Regions from separate parts of the Bombyx mori genome. Here region 2 is linked to region 1. Evidence: chromatin contacts called from public Hi-C data. All regions are on one chromosome and are shown on one strand. The core of a region is the stretch at or near the end of the contact, and the rest is flanking DNA. Distances in the headings are between cores, read along the strand shown.

Evidence for each region. Hi-C and Micro-C count contacts between places; a contact is called where the count stands out from the background.
Region 2: a contact with region 1 is called in a Hi-C map of midgut, with 2.0 times the contacts expected there. The contact joins the enhancer-like site here to the promoter of LOC101737547 in region 1. A contact is called at or near these places in 2 of 7 Hi-C or Micro-C datasets (midgut and whole pupa).

The regions. Positions count from the first base shown.
Region 1 is chr4:3,200,113-3,203,408 of ASM3026992v2, reverse strand. It overlaps LOC101737547 (zinc finger protein Gfi-1b), which reads right to left and starts at 1,524. Exons shown (of 6, transcript XM_004929287.5): 1 at 1,224-1,524. The coding sequence starts at 1,362.
Region 2 is chr4:3,282,298-3,285,593 of ASM3026992v2, reverse strand. The region is part of intron 4 of LOC101737547 (zinc finger protein Gfi-1b); the gene reads right to left. Among protein-coding and RNA genes, the nearest start is that of TRNAQ-UUG, 14 kb to the left of the region's middle. Within about 2 kb of position 1,458, at least 8 of the 8 cell types and tissues checked have open chromatin away from gene starts, as enhancers often do.

The DNA.
Region 1 (3,296 bases), core at 275-2,774:
TTATTTAAAAAAATAAAACAACATCAAATATCGTTGAAATTTTTGTTAAAGACCCGAGCGGAGCCGGAGCGTGCCGCTAGTTCAAAATAAAGTTACAAAGGTTGCTCATTGAAATGAGTCCGATATTTACGGATTTCTTTAAGGGAAATTGTTTCTGCTTACACCACCTGAATTCCGGCTCTGTCGTGTCCCTAATTATTTGTTTTATTCTATATTACTATTTTTACATAATAAAAAAAAACTTTCCAAAGTAAAATATATCCAATTTTTTTTCTTTCCAACGATACAAAGAGTAAATGAATCCAAACCTTAATCGTTTATAGATGGACCAAACTAAAACTCCGAAAAGCGTGCATTAAATTTACAATACCGCTTACCGAATCTATTCGGTTTTCACGTAATATTTATGTTTATTGTGATAGAATGTTGGTCAAACTTCGGTCGTATAGGTGGCGGAAGACCTATGGTGGATGAGATTAGCAGGCGTTCTATGGCATAAATAAGGGAGGCCCGTGACCAGCGGTCGGTATCAAAGAATTGAATATATATATCGACGTTTATTGTAATGTACATAGTTCATACAGTCGTCTAATATATTTAATTTTGGAACATTATTGCACTTTTAACATGATCGTTTTTTTGTTTGCAAGTTAATTTTTTTCTATCTCAGTACTATTGCTATCAGCCTACCGACGTTCACTATTGGATTTAGGCACTCCCCAAGGTTCACCGTAACGCTCATTTCCATTGAAAAACCGTCTTATACGCCTGGATTGAAACTGACAGATGCTAAACAACACATGCGCTTGTATTAAAATAATTCATTTTATTGAATCGATTTTCGATCACATTATTCCGCATCAATAACAAAATCGTAGAACTTTGAATTCTGTAATAATTTTCTATCTTTAAATTTGTCTCATGTTCACATAAAATAGTAAATTTTGTGATCCGATAATATATTTTTCAAAAAACATCAAGAGTATGTATGTATTTAGTTGAGTTTTTTTATTTTATTAAATCGTAGCTTGGAATAAAGTTATAGCATTCACAATGATGTTATTAAGAAAATATTTGTGCATTGTTTCCTGTGTAAATCTAAAAAAAAACATGCAGCTCCGTTACTTTGTTTCTCAATTAAGAAATATAGTCAAGTCAATCCTCATACATTAGCTAAAGCACAGTATACAACGTAAACAAATATTAAATAATAGCTGACCTACCTTTAGGGGTAACCACTCTGAAGGCGCTGTTTGTCGACGACCTGGGCGACTCTTCTCGCACGGCCACCCCTGGAGAATCACTACCACTCCTCACCATCGAAAAGTCCAACGGCATCGGCGGCATAGCACTGACTTCCATAGTTAATTAATAAACGGTACGAAACATAACATGGAAAATAAATTAGGGCGATTCTTGGATCGACCCGCGGTCGGGATACGTGTGACCGACGCGAGTCGCAACTGCGTTTTAAGCGGCGACACACTAGAGCGTTTTAAGTCCGACTGTCGGATCAGTAAGGCCGAGAATCAGTAGGATCTCCATAGAGATTTGGACCTTATCGCTATCGGTGTCGGGCTGGGGGCGTGGGCATTGCCGGCCCGCCTCTCGAGCCGTGGCGCCGCCATGTGCTCAGAGTGACAATCACTTTGTATAGGTAACACAATAATAATATGATTCCTGATGGATTTTATTGTGCTATACATGCTTCCGTTCGAGATCTATGTTCCGAGTGATGGACTGGGAAATAGGAAATGTGGCTATGGAAACTTTTGGAAATCGTCTGCTTACTGTTTAGTAGAATAGAATTATAAATTTATTTACGTGTATCGATATTTAGTTGTTTATGACTAAATAAAACTTTTTACGTAAACAATTTATTTTTTATTTTTATTTATGTCACTAAAACCATAATAACATGAAGCTATTTTGAATTTTAAATAAATATCTCAAAATGTTTGTAACAAAATATTATATACAATTAATTATGTAATATTGTAATGATTAAATAAATTGCTTGGAAAAATGTACCATTTTAATTTTTCTCAATTTGAAATTACGATTTTTTAATTTTTTTTTTAAATAATCATTTTTTATATATTTTTATTTATTTATTATTATATTTATATATATTACATTTTTTATTTTGATATATATTTTTTTTTAATTTGTGGAATTTTTTTATTGTTTTGTTTTGCTTTAGCTGACAGACACGGTCATCGGAAAAAATAGATATCACAAAGTGAATGCAGTAGTCCAATTACATTGTAGTAACACAGCTGCCTTATCTCATAAGTCGAAATGTGTGTTTGTTTTTATCAGAAATAGGCTGGTTAAAGCAATTATTGTACATTTGCGGTACAATAATTCCTTCGGTTCCCTCTGTATTTTATACCGTATGTTCCATGGGGAGTGCTCTGAGGAATTGTTCGAGATGATACCAGCATCTCGTTTTTACCATCGCACCGCCCGCCACCGGAGTAGAGTTCATCCATACTACCTGGAGCCGCTGCGGTCATCCACAGTGCGTTTCCAGAGATCTTTTTTGCCACGTACCATCCGGCTATGGAATGAGCTCCCCTCCGCGGTGTTTCCCGAGCGCTATGACATGTCCTTCTTCAAACGAGGCTTGTGGAGAGTATTAAGCGGTAGGCAGCGGCTTGGCTCTGCCCCTGGCATTGCTGAAGTCCATGGGCGACGGTAACCACTCACCATCAGGTGGGCCGTATGCCCGTCTGCCTACAAAGGCAATAAAAAAAAAAAAAAAAAAAAAAAAAAAATTTGCGAGCTCATTTTAGGACACATTAATAAAATTTACTTGCGTGCCTTTTCATTAATCTATAATAGTAGTTTTCTAAAATGCATGTTATATAAAAAATAATTTACTAATTTTTCTTTCTACCCTCAGAATTCGAACTGCGGCTTAGTCTCTCGCCCCGTTACGCAATTACGGAAACTTCAAACCTTTAAAATAAATGATCAATTGACACATGACACATTTCGATACAAAATATTGTGAATTTGTTAAATTTAACATTTCAATGAACGCACTGAGTTTGTCGCCGGATCTTCTCTCTGGGTGGCGATTCCGATCCGGTGATATATTCTGCAAAGCAATGCTCTTGTTAGGGCTAGTGTTAGCAATCCTCTCGAGTTGAGCCCGTGAGATCACCTGGCAGCCCGCGCTTAGTTGGATATCCGTAGCATACCAACAATTAGGTAGGAATTTTTATTTTCAATCACAAGACTTCCTACCTACCATTAGTAAAATAATTAATACCAGTATTAAAGAAAGG
Region 2 (3,296 bases), core at 209-2,708, 82 kb before region 1:
GAATTAAATAGAATTCTACATCTTTAAATTTGGAATCAGTTATAAACTTTTTAATGTTTGGTGTTCAAATAAAACTAGTGATGTGACATTTTGATGGATATATTTTACGATAAAACTGAATACCTACCATTGAAATATAATTGAATCGTAATCGATTTCAACTTCGTTTCTGTTACTATTAATAGCTTATATTAATAGTGCATAAGCAGTCGCGGAAATCGTGAGGAATTTAATAGCATTCTTGTGTGAGACGCTGCTTGGATGGAGCGAATGGAAATTTACAAATGCTTCGCTTTATTATTTGCGAGTTTTACAGTATACAGTGTAATTTAGAAGTTTTTAAGTCATTATACATGCTTACGGAGTATGTGGTATACTAGACAACTGCTTTTAATCTCAAAATATTAAATAAAGTATTCTTGGTTGAATGACCGAATTTCAACTATAATCATTGATACCTCTAGACTTAAACTGACTGTATGTACTATCTTGTAAAGTGAAGTAATTAGTAAGCTAAACAGAAAAATGAATATAGAAAATCGATTATCGAAATGGACTATTTATATATTTATATATATTGCAAGTTCGCACGTGTTAGGTATTTTAAATCTATTCAAAAAAGTATAATTCCATTATAGATACCCGACATTTAGCGTAATACAGTTGACAACATAAAACTTAAGCTAGCTGATTATCTCTTTATAACGTTCGATTTGAAGTATTTACTGATCAGGATCGCACTTTATATCACTTAGGGATGTACCAGCTTGCTCTAATAATCGAGTGATTAATTAATTCTATTCGGCTTAACTTTCGCCAAAGGTTAATTTAGATTTTGAAAACATGAACACTAAGCATTTATATACTTGTTCAAAATTATTCGCACTGATTCTTAAATGAAACTTTTATCGCCCTTAAATCAGATTAAATACATAATGATCTATTTCAAATATTACAGATTTGTTTCATCTTTAGCCGATTAATGCTTTTAAATACTAATTATAATTATGTCTCCACGAATTCACGCCTATTCGCATACAAATTAAAATTTACATAATAATATGTTTAAAATTTTAAATTCCACATGTCGAGAATTCGAATAATAATTATCAAGTATTCAACCTATGACTCATTTAATTTTATTCAAAAATATTTTTGTATTAAGCACCATATATCACCACTATACTATATAATGTTACTTGTTATTTGTCACTAAGCTATCGAGAAACATATCTGGCTTTAAATATACGTATATTGTCCAAGTGGAACGAAGGCCAATACGGTAGAGCGCGTAATTACGAACAAATCACGGCGCGCCTCCGATACCTAGCTTAGGTATAGCATTTCGAAAAAGGGCCGCTCTAGTCCGTCAATCAAGGGGTCTGGCGATTGGCGACTTCATTAGTGCGAGGGAGACTGCCGCCCCGTCCCGCTCTAACACCAGTGTCGCGATGCGAGAGCAATTTATATCCGTCGTGCCATTGGGCCGTGATTGCGGGGACTCCTCCCTGCGTCGCGTAGCAACCAGGGGGAGGCTACCCACTCCACTCCCCCCCATCCCGTCCCACTTTATGGATCGCAATTTTCCTTTGAATTGGAAATCAGAGCGTTCGCCACGAGCCTCGCTCGTTAGCCGTCTCTCCATCTTCACGATACTTCCTTTTCTACAGATTTTTACTGCCGTACGTAGAGGAAGATGTTTCGTTTGCGGGCCTCTTGCAAATTGTGATGTTTACTTTGGTCGGCCGTTTTTTTTGCTTATCTCCCTTCGCTTCTCATTTCAACGGACTCCGAATAACGGACGACCATATCGCTTCAACATAACCTTATTATTATTACGTCGTTCGTAATTTGTTTTTGTGGTATTACGCGTATTAGTTTTGAGATAATTTATTAGGGCTTAACAGGAAATCGTAGAACAAAACTAATGAACGTTTTTTGTGAAGCCGGACTTGTGTTCTACATAACTGACCTTCCCGATTGTTTCATCAAACCTACTCTGATTTAGTCAAAGTTTTAAATTCAATTTCCTGTCGCACAACATCCCTAGATACAACATAAACAAAACCGCAAAACCGAGTGTGAAACATTACGCGAACTTATTACAAGCCGAAACGCGTAAAGTCCGCTCCGAGTTCGCGAAATCGTCTCTGGAGTGCGTAAAAGCGTAATTACACCGCGATATTACTCGGAGGGGGGAAGTCGGGGATAGGGGGAAGTATTGGCACTTAATTGTTTCGAGGGCCACGGCGATGAATGAATTGAAGTGCGGATCTCCGATGAATTATTGATTTGTACGTGTTACGTGATTGATTTGCTCCGGGGTGAGTATTCGTTCTTTTGATGGTTGCAAATGAGTGGCGACGTGAGCATAGTGATCGAACTTAGAACTGATTTTAATACACTAATCAGAAAACTATACAGCTACTCCTAATAAAGGCGCGTTTTTTTTCTAATAGTCTATTATTATTACTAGTGGTCCCGCAGTAGTCGAAATTCGACTATACCTAATTGATATTATAAATTTGAACATTATTATGGTTCTATTGTCAAAGACTATTTATTATACTTCTATAATCACAGATTTCGCCAAGACTACACTTTAGACAAATAATATTACAGATAAACAATATTAACCTATTCTCAATTTGACCATACACAAAGCAAAAGTTTGACAATAACGAAAGGTAAATAAATAGTATAACATAAAATTTGACAATAAATAAATAATATATGTGTGTGTGTCAAATGCACGATAGTGTGTGTAATATTTTTTTTATTGATTTAATGTATTATTAATGCAAAATTTTAAAAAAAAAATATAATTCTGCACTCCTTCTATATATTCTCTACAAGTGTGGGAAATTTCATACTCCTCCGTCCGCGCTGTTTTCGTAAAAAGGGGTACAAAGTTTTTGCTTCACGTAGGTATATATATTATTATTTCATTTATAGTACACTAGCGACCCGCCCTCGCTTCGCTTCGGAAACATTAAAACACACATGAAACCAAAAAAATAAAATATTTTTTTTTTTAAAGTAGCCTATATTCATCAGGGACAATGTCGGCTTCTAATGGAAAAAGAATTTTTCAAATCGGTCCCGTAGTTTCGGAGCCTATTCGAAACAAACAAATAAACAAATCTTTCCTCTTTATAATATTAGTATAGAAGTATAGACAACGTGAAATCAATTATACAGTCGGACGAATTGTCGGAGTTGTGACGCTAGCAAATTCCGTGATCTCAATAAAGAACTATATGTTTCGTGAAATCCTTCATTTCGCTTTAAGAGTC